3 separate regions of the Mus musculus genome follow, and all the other regions are linked to region 1. Evidence: chromatin contacts called from public Hi-C and HiChIP or PLAC-seq data. All regions are on one chromosome and are shown on one strand. The core of a region is the stretch at or near the end of the contact, and the rest is flanking DNA. Distances in the headings are between cores, read along the strand shown.

The links. A called contact is a pair of places that touch in the nucleus more often than the background predicts. HiChIP or PLAC-seq counts read pairs in DNA pulled down with a chosen protein or histone mark.
Region 2: an H3K27ac HiChIP or PLAC-seq map of epiblast stem cells shows a contact between it and region 1. The contact joins the enhancer-like site here to the promoter of Mbtps2 in region 1. A contact is called at or near these places in 2 of 39 promoter capture datasets (macrophages and pre-B cells), 2 of 484 Hi-C or Micro-C datasets (the HPC-7 cell line and embryonic fibroblasts), 5 of 115 datasets of contacts at active chromatin or transcription factors (embryonic stem cells, epiblast stem cells, extraembryonic endoderm stem cells and 1 more) and 3 of 9 other capture datasets (adipose tissue, liver and pancreatic islet).
Region 3: a contact with region 1 is called in a Hi-C map of muscle stem cells, with 2.1 times the contacts expected there. The contact joins the enhancer-like site here to the promoter of Mbtps2 in region 1. A contact is called at or near these places in 13 of 39 promoter capture datasets (the 3T3-L1 cell line, 3T3-L1-derived adipocytes, the C10 cell line and 8 more), 1 of 15 datasets of contacts at CTCF or cohesin (embryonic stem cells), 25 of 484 Hi-C or Micro-C datasets (the Ba/F3 cell line, the HL-1 cell line, LSK cells and 17 more) and 8 of 115 datasets of contacts at active chromatin or transcription factors (the HPC-7 cell line, astrocytes, embryonic stem cells and 3 more).

Annotation. Positions count from the first base shown.
Region 1 is chrX:157,596,065-157,600,817 of GRCm38.p6, reverse strand. It overlaps Mbtps2 (membrane-bound transcription factor peptidase, site 2), which reads left to right and starts at 2,103. Exons shown (of 11, transcript NM_172307.3): 1 at 2,103-2,322. The coding sequence starts at 2,248.
Region 2 is chrX:157,545,262-157,550,014 of GRCm38.p6, reverse strand. It overlaps Mbtps2 (membrane-bound transcription factor peptidase, site 2), which reads left to right. Exons shown (of 11, transcript NM_172307.3): 11 at 1-2,193. Among named protein-coding and RNA genes, the nearest start is that of Yy2, 21 kb to the left of the region's middle. Within about 2 kb of position 2,749, at least 28 of the 459 cell types and tissues checked have an H3K27ac peak or open chromatin away from gene starts, as enhancers often do. A contact at or near this core is called in epiblast stem cells and trophoblast stem cells, where this site is marked.
Region 3 is chrX:157,646,430-157,651,182 of GRCm38.p6, reverse strand. It overlaps the pseudogene Gm8644. Among named protein-coding and RNA genes, the nearest start is that of Mbtps2, 50 kb to the right of the region's middle. Within about 2 kb of position 2,757, at least 1 of the 459 cell types and tissues checked has an H3K27ac peak or open chromatin away from gene starts, as enhancers often do. A contact at or near this core is called in muscle stem cells, where this site is marked.

The DNA of each region.
Region 1 (4,753 bases), core at 854-3,353:
CCCCCCCTTTTTTTTCTAACTCCAGTGCTTGCTCAACAGCTTTGGCATAGAATACAATACCCCATTATGCCACAAGATCAAGGTGTTTACAGATTAGTAGTTCCATTTGAGTGAACCAAGTAAAAAGTCAGGCTATATAACCAAAAAAGAGAAATTGTTAGCAGGACTATACGTAAATAAGGCCTCCAAGTTCACCTATTCTTGAGAATCAAGGATAAGTTTCCAACTAGCTTCACTGTAGACAACGCCTATGGCTTGTATACTAGAACAATTTTCTACGTTGCTTTACAGAAACTTGAAGGCGACTTTAGCTACAAAACCAAAACCACTCTTTTTCAAGAGCCTATGGATAGCTAATAGATTATGTGAATCCCGGCTTCATGGTACAGGTGTACACCTGTAATCAATCCTAGCACTCAGGAATTGGAGAAAAGAGGACAAGTTTCCTCTGCTATGTAGAGCTTTAAGTCCAGTCTGGGTTACAGACTTTGTTTTTAAAAAGAGAGAATGCCGTATGGCTAGAGGGTGTAGCTCAGAGTATCAAAGTCCTGGGTCCTTAGGTGGATCTGTACTTGGGGACACAGAGATGGGACTGCGTTTAAAATGATACAGCCTTGGGTCTGTTTCACAGAGCTTCTCATTTAATTGGTCCAGGCTCCAGAAACCAGGGGGACTTTAAAGGCCCCTGGTGAAGGTACTGTGCAACCAAGGCTGAGAACTACACTTTAGTTCACTAGACAGATGGTCAGTGCTCCAATTTTTAAAAGTTTCATCTAACCTATTTTATAGGCCAGTAGATCAACGGAAAACCTGCAAGGGCTGTTTCTCTCATCATGTTGTCCCCCTGGGACTGACTCAGGTAGTCAGGTTAGGCAGCAAGTGCCTTTACGTGTTGAGCCATTTTTCCAGGTCTAGAACTCCAATATGTAGCAATAGCCCAAACCTCAAGTCTTTTTTTTTTTTTTTTTTTTTTTTTTCCGAGACAGGGTTTCTCGGTATAGATCTGGCTGTCCTGGAACTCACTTTGTAGACCAGGCTGGCCTCGAACTCAGAAATCTGCCTGCCACTGCCTCCCGAGTGCTGGAATTAAAGGCGTGCGCCACTACGCCCGGCTCCTCAAGTCTTAGATGAAAGTTTTTGTTTTTTTTTTTTAATCAACAGCCAGGTATTTTTGATGCACAACTCTTAAGTGCAGGTTAACTCTGAGAGTTCAAGGCCAGCCTACTCTGTATAGTGAATGCCAGGCTTGGATTGCATAGTGAGACCCTGTCTTAAAATAAAGACCAGTTATATAGACAAATCTTACAAAACAAAATGTCGCGCGAAATAATCCAGATTTTAACAGTGTGGTTCTATTTACGCAGAATTCAACATTAAAAATAAATAAATTAATTAATAAATCAGAACGGGGCAGGGGACAGAAATACGTAGGAAGGGAAACTAGAAAGAAATTCTCTGGATAGAAATGCTACGTATGGGGCTGGTGAGATGGCTCAGCGATTAAGAGCACCAATTACTCTTCTGAAGGTCCTGAGTTCAAATCCCAGCAACTGCATGGTGGCTCACAACCATCTGTAATGAGATCTGACTCCCTCCTCCAGAGTGTCTGAAGACAGCTGTAGTGTTCTCACATATAATAAATAAATAAATCTTTAAAAAAAATAGAAAGAAAAGAAATGCTACGTATTTCGATTAAGATATAGACAGATATTTAGTTTTCAAAACACCGAAATGAACAAATGAGGCCTCCATTACGATATTGCCGTGCATAAAGACGTTAGAACGAGACGTGATTAATTTAAATGTGGGTATGTACTTCTGACAATCCCAAACTCCGGCTATATGAAAAGCACAACAAACCGGAGATGGAAATCAGTGAGAAGGAAGGGCAGAGCGCAGAGAGGGTCAAGCCTCATGAGTCACAAGCACGCTGCCGGACGGACGACCCGAGCTTCGAGCATTCCGGAGCCCGAGCGTCCCAGGAAAAGAAGCCCGCGCGCTTTTTCCGGCATATGCACCAAAAAAAAAAAAAAAACAAAACAAAACAAAAAAAAAAAAAAAAAAAAAAAAACGGCTGAGTGTCCTCACCGGAAGGGTCCGGAGGGAAATGTTGCCACCGGAGCAAAGAACCCGGTAGCACTTTAGTTCCTGCGCGGATGCTGGAGCTGGAAGGCTCCGGGCGGGCGCACGGCTGACTGGGGCTCGCAGAAGCAGGCCGCCGGGGCCCGCCGTCCATCCGTCGCTACGATGATTCCGGTGTCGCTGCTGGTGGTGGTGGTGGGTGGTTGGACTGCCGTCTACCTGGCCGACTTGGTGTTGAAGGTGAGGGCCTCAGGCCTCAGGCCCCAGCCGGCGGAGTCCAGGGCTGGTGCGCATGGTCCTGTGTCGCCCAAGGCCTTTTCTCTTCCCCTTCGGAGTCTCCGCGCCGGGCCGGGAGCCGCTCCGAGCGCCCGCCGCGTCTGCGTGCGCTCTCCCGCGTGGCGCATCCGTCCGACCGAGTAAAGAAAGTAGGGCAGGCAGGCTGCGGGAGGGGAGGGGTGTGGCGGCCACCGCATTGCGGGCGCCGCCGGGTCCCTGCGGCTTTTGGGCTCCTTCCCGGGAGGAGTCTGGCGGGCTTGGGAGGCACGGCTCGAAGGAGGAAAAGAAACGAAAACTTCCGCTTAAGAAAATGCTTTGTGGTTCTTCTTTGTGCTAAGGTTAGGACCCGTGAGACGCTGCTAGTGTTGTGATAAACCGAAATCAGATTGTGACTTAAATCACTGGCGTCAAACTCGAAAGTACACAGGAGCATCGGTGGTTCTAGTTTAAATTTAGATTCTGATTTCGTCAGATCTGGGAGGAAAGCTAAGATTGTGTATTTCCAGCCAGTTTCTCTGGCCCACGGACGGACAGTGCTGACCCACAGGCGGTGCTTTAAAGTAGCAAGAATTTACATAGCCACATTTTCTGTTATTCAAATTCTATTTACACCCTACACTCCCTTTTTCACAGTGACCACACACACTCTGAGCACACAGTGCTTTTTTTTTTTTTGAGTGTTGTGGGTGCTGGAATCGTAAGAAGAAATTTCAAGAGTTTGTCTGAGCACGTGTTTCAGACATCCTTGGAATGGAGTGGGGGTGGGGAATACGAGCTTAGAAATTCCCAAGGGTTTGGAAATCACAATCATAAATAGTAAAACCTTCATGTTTGTGTTCTTTTAAACAAAATAACCTCGTGACACTTCGTCTTAGGAAACAATAAAATCAAATGGCACCTGTGCTTCTTTGTCATATTTAAACGTTGGTATGCCAGGCTATGAAGAGCGAGCTTAAGAGAGCTAGGCTCTGCCACTTTCTAACCTCTGTGACCTTAGGCAGATCGTTACTTGTGCCTCCATTTCTTGTCTTTAAATTGGGAAAGCAACTGAAAGGATCACCTGAACTTATGGAGAGGATTATATTATGCGTCCAGATAATATACTGTATCGGAGGTCCAAGGACCAACAACACTTGGATGATCTGGGCCCTTGTTAGAATGGCAGACTCTCAGGTGTCACCTCTGCCCTGTAAAATCACAGTCTGAAGCTTAACAAGGTTCCCCTGATCATTTCTCTGCACATTTGCTTGAGAATCACTAGTGCAGTGGACTTGGTTTTAGTGCTTAGCAGCACAGGCCACAGTGATTTGGTGATGGGGCTCAAGAGAAAAAGCGCATGATTTCTTCATGTTTCATATGTTAAAAAAAGAATCCCAGATAAATAGAACTCATCAAACTCATACAGTCGGTCGCAGGTCAAGTGAGTGAGGAGGATGTGGTTTTAATTTCTGGGGCATCCCCTGTGTTCATAAAAGCACCAGCTCCTGAGGCGTGGTACTGATTCGGTATCTGCCTAGGAATGGGAAGCAGCCTTGCCTGAACAAATGGATATGGCTGTTTTGTCTGCTTCTCTGTACATGTACACTGCATGCATTCAGTGCCCTCAGGGGTCAGAAGAAGTATTCCCTGGCACTGGAGTTACAAATGCTTCCTTAGCCACCATGTGAGTGCTGGGATTTGAACCTGGTCCTCTGAAAGAAAAGCCACTGTTTTTACTGGCTGAGCCTTCTTGCCAGTGCCTGAGAGCTTGGCTTTTCTGAACTTTTCCCTTCTCTTGATCCTGCTGTCTTACCCTTGGTTTTTGTAGCCCAGTAAACCTCTGCTGCACAGGTGTGCCAGTCGTCTTTTCAAGTCATAGAAAACAGGCAGGCTTAAAAAAATGCCATCAGAAGACAGTAGAGACAATTACAGATACTGGCATTCAAACTGTGGCCATTTCTTTATGATGGTAAAAGACCTGAAATAGCCTTTTAGGACGAATGCGCTTTTCCATACAGATGGCCAGCAGTTAGGACAGTATTTCAGTGCTTTCTGTAACTCCCTTGTTATTTATAGATCTACTTTAGCCAAGGACTTCAATTGATAAGAACTTTGTGATTGTTTATAAGTAGCCATCACCGTAACCCTTGGGGAAATTTAAGAGCTTCTACTGAGACCTAGAGGACATTGGGTAAATTTTCTCGTTTTGTCTGGTTTAACTTGAGGCTTGCTTAGATGAAAATAGAAAATATTGATTGAAAGTAAGCTACCTCTTCTGTTGAATTCTCTCAGAGTCTAAAAAATTATCTCAAAAGACCTGTTTCCTGTCTGTGGCAATGAAATAAGCGGGGCCGTCCACTGTGGTGGTTATTGGATGTGTGTGGCTATCTAGCGTTTGCAAAACCTTGTCTGACTA
Region 2 (4,753 bases), core at 1,500-3,999, 51 kb after region 1:
TATGAAAGTATCTGCTAACATGAAAGCAAAAACTCTGTACAAGTGCTATCAAGTAAATGAGCAATGTTGAAAGCAGATAAGGCTTGTGATGTGATAAGACAGTTTGTCGCACAAGTATTACATTTTTCATAGTGTAAGTTACACTCAACATTTTTAAGCCTTGTTATATATAGAGTATGCTGCAGGAAGGGTCTCTCACGGCAGCATGTGAGCTCAGGCAGTTAGAGGTGAACTTGAGAACTAAGCTGAGTCCTCTAACAGATCACAACAGAACTTCAGCAAACCTACTTAACCACTTCCTAGAGCTTTGCAGCTTAGAACTCTTCCAGAGTAGACTTTTTCCTTTGTGCTGCAAGAACATTCAACCTTGAGCCATACTCTGTCGTCACCAGCACCTAGTATGTTTCTCTCTGTTGGCGGGATTAAACACCTCCTCTTTGTTTTCCATCTCCCCCTAAGCTACCTCTGTGAGTACATAAAAGACTTGGTAGTCTAGTGAGAATGGCTGCACAAATGAAAATTTCCCAGAATCTAGAAAGAGACTTTTGAGCTGTAAAGAATCACAATTGGTCTTGTAGGGTAGCAGTTCAAGCCTGGGAAATTGAGAAAGTCAGCTGGCTGATGTGACACTGTTAGTCTTAAGAATATATATGCACATACTGTTTCTGTCATGAAAAATACATATTTCATGAAACACACACATTAGAGGTAACAAAAGGCAATGATCCATCCATTCATTCATTAATAGCCAGATATATACCTCCCTCCTGAAGTAAGGTACTCCATAAGGTGACCTTTTTCAGAACATTAGTTCTCTTAAGCGCCTAAAACTTTTAAATCAATTTTTAGAAATTTTTTAGACTTTATTACAAATTTGCCTTCATTCTTTAATAGGAACCATACACTGAATATCATTTTGAGATTTTATTAATGATGGGCCATTATTACTAATAATACTAAAGTCATACAAATTACTAACTTTTATTGCAGAAAATATGGCATTGTTGTCTTCTAAGATCACTCAGGACCAAAATGTATCTGCATATTAAAAAGGCACAGACCTTTTCAGGTAAAGCTTAGAGAATGCCGTGAAATACTCACATTAACTTCATCGCATGCATGAAGCAGTTTACTAATGAAAATGTATGTGTGTAAATCATTGTTTTCAATACTGAGGAAAACAATTTTTGGTATGGTACTTAGCCCAGGACCTCACACATGCGAGCAAGTATTCTACCACTAAACTATTATCCATAGACCATGAAACTATTTTAATAAGAGGAAATTCTATTCATTAACTTCATTTTCTGAGTGAAGGCAACAATACAAAACCTTATTTCTTATTAGCTGCTGAACACCTCTGCCAGCTAATCTTTAGGGTCGGGTTTGGGTGCTTCTCTCCTGGAGTCCAGATTTGTATGCAAATGGCCTCATTACTAAAGAAAGGAGATGTTACTTATTGTCTCTTCCGCTTCCCTGTGGGCTCCTGGCTTCCCTGTGTAGTGCATGCGCTATCAGAATTGCTTAATGTGCTTGAATGAATGATGGTGATTAGTGTTATTTATGGCTAGAAAAGCATGCTTCTATTTAAGCTGTAAAAAGGATTGTCGAATAGTTACTGTAAATATATGTTGACATAGTAAAGCTTGGAATGTCTTATGTCCCTGGTGTATTATCATCTTTATGGAAAAATTCATTTTGGTTTCTGTAGAGCATTTAGAAAAATGAGTTATATTGGAAAAATGAATTATGTTGGTGATTTGAAGAAGTATCTTTTTGTGTTGTCTCTTTGTTCAGCAGTGAAATTTTATTCTCAGTGTTCCTATTCTGCATTGTTTACATTCTTAAGGTTTTTATTTTAATCATCCATAAGTGTGAGACATGTACATATTATTTTTAGCATCTCAGTTTGAAGAGACATACAGTTAAACTTGACTTTGATAAATACTTCTAGGTCATTGTCTGTGCGAACAGCAGATTGTAAGCATACGCTTCCTAGTGATGTAGCTTTCTGTCATTGTGTCCTTGGTATTTATTGAACATCCACATACTGGTGGCACACAGATTTGTTCCAATAACTCCTTTAATTGAGCTGTAATTCATTTTAAGGCTTTAATTTGATTTTATAATTGTCAGAATGTGATGTTTAGCAATAAAAGAACAAATGTAATAAACCAGCATTTTACGTTTATCATCTTCTGTATCATATTTTTTACATTTGACCTTAGACAAAAGCTATTGTCTTGTCAGTGTCCTTTTTTTTCTGTAGAAATGTCCCACTTACATAGAATAAGATCTTGACTCTAAACATGATCTTCAATTTCCATATTGGTATATGACAGTTGTATATGACAGTTGTCTCAGAAAAAAATCTGTTAAGTGAGGTGCCTTTGTTTATAATTTTGGAAATGTTAGCTTTAAGGAAAGAGGACTGCCACATTTCCTTAGTGGTGTGTGCGTGTGTCATACTGTCTGGTGTTAATATTATTTTATTAATATATTTACATCATAGTATTACAAATGTATGTATGTGGAAGGAGGGTACATGTGAGTGTAGCGGCCAGAGGAAGACATTGGATTTCCCTCTGTATGGCTCTTCACCTTATTCCCTGAAGACAAGGTCTCTTACTCAGTCTGGAGCTGAGCTTAGGAGCCAGGGTCTAAGGTCAGATTCTTGTGCTTCCATAGAAACCGCTCTAACCTACAAAGTCCTTGTTAGCATTTATCTAAGCTTTGCCCCAGTTACCTGGCAACAGCCAAGTGTGCCTGACTCACTACAAAAGAGGCTGCTCAGTCCCCTCCCCTCTCACCTTGTTCTCTTGCCTTCCAGCTTTTCCTCTGTCCTCTCCTCCCTTCCCCCTCTCTCCCTATCCCCTCCCCCCTCTCTCCTCGTGCTCTTTGCTGGTCTGTACTCCTCCCCCTCCACCTTTCTCTGTCTCTACTACCCTCTCAACTCCCCTCCCCATGCCCTGGTGTCTTGAAGTCTTACCAGAGTTTTATGTATACACACTGTTAAGTTTATGAACTGAATTTTTATGTTAGGTAGATTTTCAAAATGGCATCTTTAATTTATATTTTTGATTAGAAAAAAAAAATCAACATTTTAAAATGTGTTAACCTGTCAGTGTATTTTGTTTAAACACATCTTTTCTCGTTTTCATTTTTTAAGTATATATAAATACACACACACACATTCAATTAAGTATTGGGGCTCATATATGTGCAGATATGTATGCACATGTGTACTCATGAATATGATGGACTGAGATTGATGTCAGAAGTCAATCTTGATGGTCCTCTATGTTATTAATTGAGGCAAGGTTTTCCAGTTGAGCTTAGAGGGTCAAAGTGAAATAGTGAAACAGGAAGGGTTAAAAGGAGGGGAGCCTGAGAGGGCAAAGTAGAGAAGGGAACATGGGAAAGGTAGAAAACATAAAGGCATTTTGAAGAAGTCATATGGGAATCTAGACACTTCCTAAAATATATACATACATATCTATAGAAACAGTTGCAGTCAGTTATGCTATAATGGGACAGAGTGCCCCTACTAGACACCGTAGGCTAACAAATAAAAAGTTCAATGCCATAAACGGGATTACCACTTTTGGAGTGGTTTGCCAGTGAGGTCCCATAGGCACCTCTCCCAAAATTACAGGCTATTGCCAACACTTGATTGCACCCCAGAACTTGAAAATAAGACCCTGTTACTGAAGATACTGAATACTTGAATCATGGTACATGAAAAAATAAAGCTGGTATGTACCTGGAAGTTTCATTCCCCACAGACTGGGATTTCATAGTGCTATATGCTGCCACCATAGGAGGAAAAAGTAAGTATCCACCTTACCTAGCTGTGAACCCTGTTTACAAGGAATCGGTTTCCCAGACACATAAAGTTGCACATGTGACTCCACAACAGTTGTGACAACATAGAGATGACCTACACAGTCTCAAGCCAGGCAAAATCCCAGCATGGAAAGGGGAGGTAGGCACAAAGTCCCATCCCTCAGCTAAGGACTTATTGGCAGTTGCTATCAGTTTAGAGAAGAGAGTCAGTTTTCCTTAAGGATGTGGCCCTGGTAGGCCATCTACACTCCAGTAGAAGGCCACATCCTATTACTGAAGATACTGAATACTTAAATCATGAAACATGAGAAACAAAGGTGGGACCCAGTGTATATGGGCAGCACAAGTTGTACTCTCTATATTTGAAAGAGAAGACACAAAATTGGGTGGTTAGAAAATAGGGGTGGGTTAGAAGGGAAGGAAGAGGGTCAATATGATCAGACTGCATTGTATGAAATGTGCAGAGAACTAATAAATATGAAAAAAGTGTGTCATCCATAAAATGTATAAAGTTAGTTTTCTGGAGAGAATAAATATTAGTAATGTCTTACCTCTCATTTGGAGAAAGTATTTCTTATTTGCATAGATGGCAACTGTTTTTTTTTTTTGATCCAGTAATATAATAAAATGATTATATATATGTTTTGACTGAATACTTATCTTTATTTTCTATAAGAATAGTGTTCCTGGGCTAGAGAGATGACTCAGCGGGTAAGAGCACTCACTGCTCTTCTGAAGGTCCTGAGTTCAAATCCCAGCAACCACATGGTGGCTCATAACCATTCGTAATAAGATCTAACGCCTTCTTTTTTTTTTTTTTTTTTTTTTTTTTGGTTTTTCGAGACAGGGTTTCTCTGTATAGCCCTGGCTGTCCTGGAACTCATTCTGTAGACCAGGCTGGCCTCTG
Region 3 (4,753 bases), core at 1,508-4,007, 50 kb before region 1:
TATGCTGGGAACAATCCCATTTCCTGAGGGGATGGGAGGATCTGTCTACTTTTCCTATCCTGATTCAAATGGAGTGCCAATGTGGCAGCTCCTAGGATTTGTCACGAATGGGAAGCCAAGTGCCATCTTCAAAATATCAGGTCTTAAACCTACAGAAGAAAGCCAGCACCCATTTGGAGCCATGAATATTGTGCAAACCCCATCTGTTGCCCGGATTGGAATCTCGGTGGAATCGTTGGACAGTCTGGCTCAGCAGACTCCTGTAAGGCAGTGCTGCTATGCCCTCGGTTGACTCCTCTATGCAGTTCACACAGAAGATGTTGGACAACTTCTACAATTTTGCTTCATTGTTTCTTCTCTCTCAGATCCAGATGACACCAAACCCATCAGAAATGTTCATCCCAGCAAACGCGGCTCTGAAATGGTATGAAAACTTTCAAAGACAACTAGCACAAAACCCTCTCTTTTGGAAAATATAATTTGAATAAAATAATTTGTCGTGTCATGTAAAAGCACAAAGTCAAAGGGGCCATGAAGCCTACCTTTTTCTCTTTTTCTCTTTTTCTCTTTTTCTCTCTCTCTTTCTTTCTTTCTTTCTTTCTTTCTTTCTTTCTTTCTTTCTTTCTTTCTTTCTTTCTTTTTTTGGTTTTTCGAGACAGGGTTTCTCTATGTAGCCCTGGCTGTCCTGGAACTCACTCTGTAGACCAGGCTGGCCTGGAATTCAGAGATCCACCTGCCTCTGCCTCCCAAGTGCTGGGATTAAAGGTGTGTGCTACCACTGCCTGGCTGAAGCCTACCTTTCAAAAAAGCCTGCTTAGTGACTATGAGAATTATAAAACCCTTATAAAAATTAGAACCATTGAACAAGAAAAATGTTCAATATTAATTACCTTCTCCCTTATAAGTGTGACATACTTCTTAGAGGCAAACATTTTGTATCAGCTGTCATTCATTTCTTAAAATAAATCCCACTCACAGAAGTAGTATTTGAAATACCAAAAACAAAAAAGAAAGAAAGAAAGAAAGAAAGAAAGAAAGAAAGAAAGAAAGAAAGAAAGAAAGCGATTTCAGTGTAGAAACTAGCTATCAGGTTAAGCCTTTGGGGATCTTTTGGGAATGCTTCTGGCAATAGCAGAGAAACAACGAACAATAGTTTAAAGCATGTATTAACTCCAGGGAGAAGCAGAGATAGGATATTATTTTATTCGCTTTTTCAGAGAGTGTCTCTTTATGTACCCTTTATTGGCCTGGAACTGGTATTATGACTAAGGCTAGCAACATACTTGCAACAGTTCTCTCTCCTCACCCTCCTAAAATCAAGCATCATAGGCAAGAGCCACCTTTCACTTAAGGTTCTCTTTCTGTCTCTGTGTCTGTCTCTCTGTCTGTCTTTCTATGTTGTCTCTCAGATTGTCTGTCTGTCTCTCTCTCTCTCTTTGTGTGTGTGTGTGTTCATGTGTATGCATGTGGAGACCATGGGTGTCAACCTTGGGTGTCATTCTTTGGTGCCATCTATTATTCTTCAGGAGAGTCCATTTGCTACTCTAGTGGGTGGCATGAACCGGAGAGAGCAGGGCCTAACACTGGGTGGACTAAAGCCTCAATACAGTAGCCAAGCCTATGCAGAGCATCAGGCAATTTAGACTCAGCAGGTTAAGAAGCGTCACGTGTACGTGAGCAAGGTATTCAAGCAAGGCATGTCAATCAAGGACAAGCCACATATGGCAAAAACATGTTTTTCCATAGAGCCATATGAATACAAGATCTGAAATAAACTCACTTCTATCTGCTCACCTGGGAGAAATAGAAAAACACATTCCAAGAATAATCCCTCTTTTTGAAGAAGCTGAGATCACAAGACTTATTTCCTTGGAGTTCTCTCTCAAGCACTCAGGATTCTCACGACTCCTTTCCTGGACTGTGTCCCGAGAATAGCCTTTTTTTGTTCTTGGGTGTGTGCCTAATAATGAAACAGCTGCCATGGCTATTAGCATCATTTCCTCACCTAGTGTCCCCAAGTGCAGAAAACAGGGTAGCACAGTTTGAATCTGAAATATCTCCCACAGGCTTATGTGTTTGAATACTCAGCTGATGATTCTGTTTAGGAGGCTTTAGACCATTTAATAGATGGAGCCTATCTGGAAGTATTGAGGGCCTCCTTAGCTCCTGGGACTCCATCTTGTATCTGGGTTGCCATTTTGTAGTAAGCTAAATAATAAGAAACAACTGAATTTCCAGAAATGGCTTCTGGCCCCAGGTGCCTGTATGAACTTACACCACAATATCTTACCCTATGCTTTGTCTGCATCCAGTCCAGACTGAAGCCTAGCAGTTGTCAAATAGGCTCTGATTGGCTGGTCCCCATTCAGGCCAAGTTATTAGGGAAGCCATCTGAGGTACTTGATGGATAATAACTCACCTAAGGTGCCAGGTGTGAAAATGGTTGGAAACATACAACATATGCATGTACCCGGTTGGTTGCCTCTACCCTTGCTCCTACCCCACAAAACAAAACCTTGTTGGGTTTTGCTTTAAAAGTTTTCTCTGTCCTGCCCACCCCCTTCCAGCTGACATGGTTTGGATCCTGAACCCAGCCTTCTGCCTGGTGTATGAGTTTTCTGAATAAAGAAACTTTTGTTGGCTCAAACTTGATTTTCATACTGGATTATTCCCAAATTATTGGACCCTAGCAGAAGAAGTAGGTCACTGGGGATGAGTCATTGTGGACTCTCTTCCAAGAATCTTGTCAGGCTTTTGTCCCCTTATCTGTGCCATGTAAAGAGATTATCCCCTTATACTCTCATCAGCATGTCTTCTGCTCCATGACAAATTGCAATCACTCTGAAACTGAACCAAGATAAACATTTTTCCCCTAAGTCATTTCTGCCGGGTATTCTGTAGTTAGAAAAGTAACTAATACGTAGGGAGAAGTGTTTCTCAGGAAAGTTCTCCTGATATTCCCTCAAAGACAATTGTGTCGTATAACTACCCACAAGTGCAAGTAAGATATATATAATTTTCCTAGTGCAGAGTAGTTTCTGTGGTAGGCTTTCTAGTTTTCCTGACAACTGAGTGTCTCGATAAAACTAGATGAGCCCTATCCTCATGGACAGAACTCTAAGTCTTAATAACTGCAACCATGGCCCATGGTTGCCGCTAATATCTAAGTGGTATTTGCTATGAGCCAGAAATAAGTTTTATGTTCTTTGTTTACCAAATGAAGTATAGGGAAATTAAGGGAGGAGTTCAAGGTTACAACTAATTAAGTGGCAGAGACAGACTTTGAAGCTAGGCACCCTGGCTCTGCAATCTAGTCTCTTCGTCACTAGACTTTCTCTTGTCGAAGTAAGTTTTACAGACATAACTGTAAGGAGATGAAGAATCCCAAGCTGAGTGAAGCTGTGAGTGAATATGTACTGTTGACACACACGGGCATGGCTACGACAAAACCCAAGGCCTCAGGTCCATGGGAAAGTGCCAAGACCCATCCCCCATATGGGTCAGGCTCAGGACTAACAAAGCTGCAGCATTCTTCCTCTTCCTCCTCCTCTTTCTCTCCTCCTCCTCCTCCTCCTCCTCCTCCTCTCCTCCTCCTCCTCCTCCTCCTCCCCTCCTCTCCTCCTCTCCTCCTCCTCCTCCTCTCCTCCTCCTCCTCTCCTCTCCTCCTCCTCCTCTCCTCTCCTCCCCTCCTCTCCTCCTCTCCTCTCCTCCTGTCCTCCTCCTCCTCCTCCTCTCCTCTCCTCCCCTCCTCTCCTCCTCTTCCTCCTCCTCCTCCTCCTCTTCCTCCTCCTCCTCCTCTCCTCCTCCTCTCCTCCCCTTCTCTCCTCCTCTCCTCCTCTCCTCCTCTCCTCCTCTCCTCCTCTCCTCCTCTCCTCCTCTCCTCCTCTCCTCCTCTCCTCCTCTCCTCCTCCTTCTCCTTCTCCTTCTCCTTCTCCTTCTCCAGGTAAAATTATTTACAAACGATTAATTAACTTATTTACAAACGATTAATTAACATGTGGGGAAAAAAACCCTAGCAACCGTAGCTTCCTCCTCCTGGATGTTTAGGACCTAAAACTTCTCACCTACAAAGACCTCCTATTGAGAGGCACCAACAATATTCCCACCTCTTATCTCCTGCCTCTCCTGATGTATATAATAAATACTGCTGAGGTCACAGGATGTAGAGGAAGTAGGTGCAACTCCATCAGAGCATTCATCATGCACCTGACCCCAGATTTTTTTGTACCCGTGTCTGTCATGTCTTCACCCCCTCACTACTCCTATCAGGGTTCCAGACCCAAGCTCTGAAGGTTACAGCACATAGCCAAAAGTAATTTTCTGCTCATAGAGGCAATAGGAAGCATATAGATTAAGTGGGGCCGGATTAAGTTGGGGACACTGTCCTTTTTTTTCAGTGATCTCCCTGGGTCTGCAGCCTTTACCCAAATCTGTGAACATAGTTCATGGTGGCATCCATTAAGCTGTAAGGACTACTCTGTCTGACCAGGGACTTGCTATGTTATAATAAAATCCTAAATAGAGTGTCTAATCCAAATATTTGTGGTAAAAGTGGACTCTCTACTTGGGGTGTTCTTGGCCAGGCAAGATCACACATGGCCTATGTTATGATGGAGTTGTCACTTGGGTTATATTTACCACTCCCACATAATATAGTCTTTGTGAACTTTTAAAAATATATAAACAAAGCATCTTGCTTCTGTAGTTACTTCAGAGAGGTTTTATGGCTGCTTGCCTAGTGCTGACGTGCAAT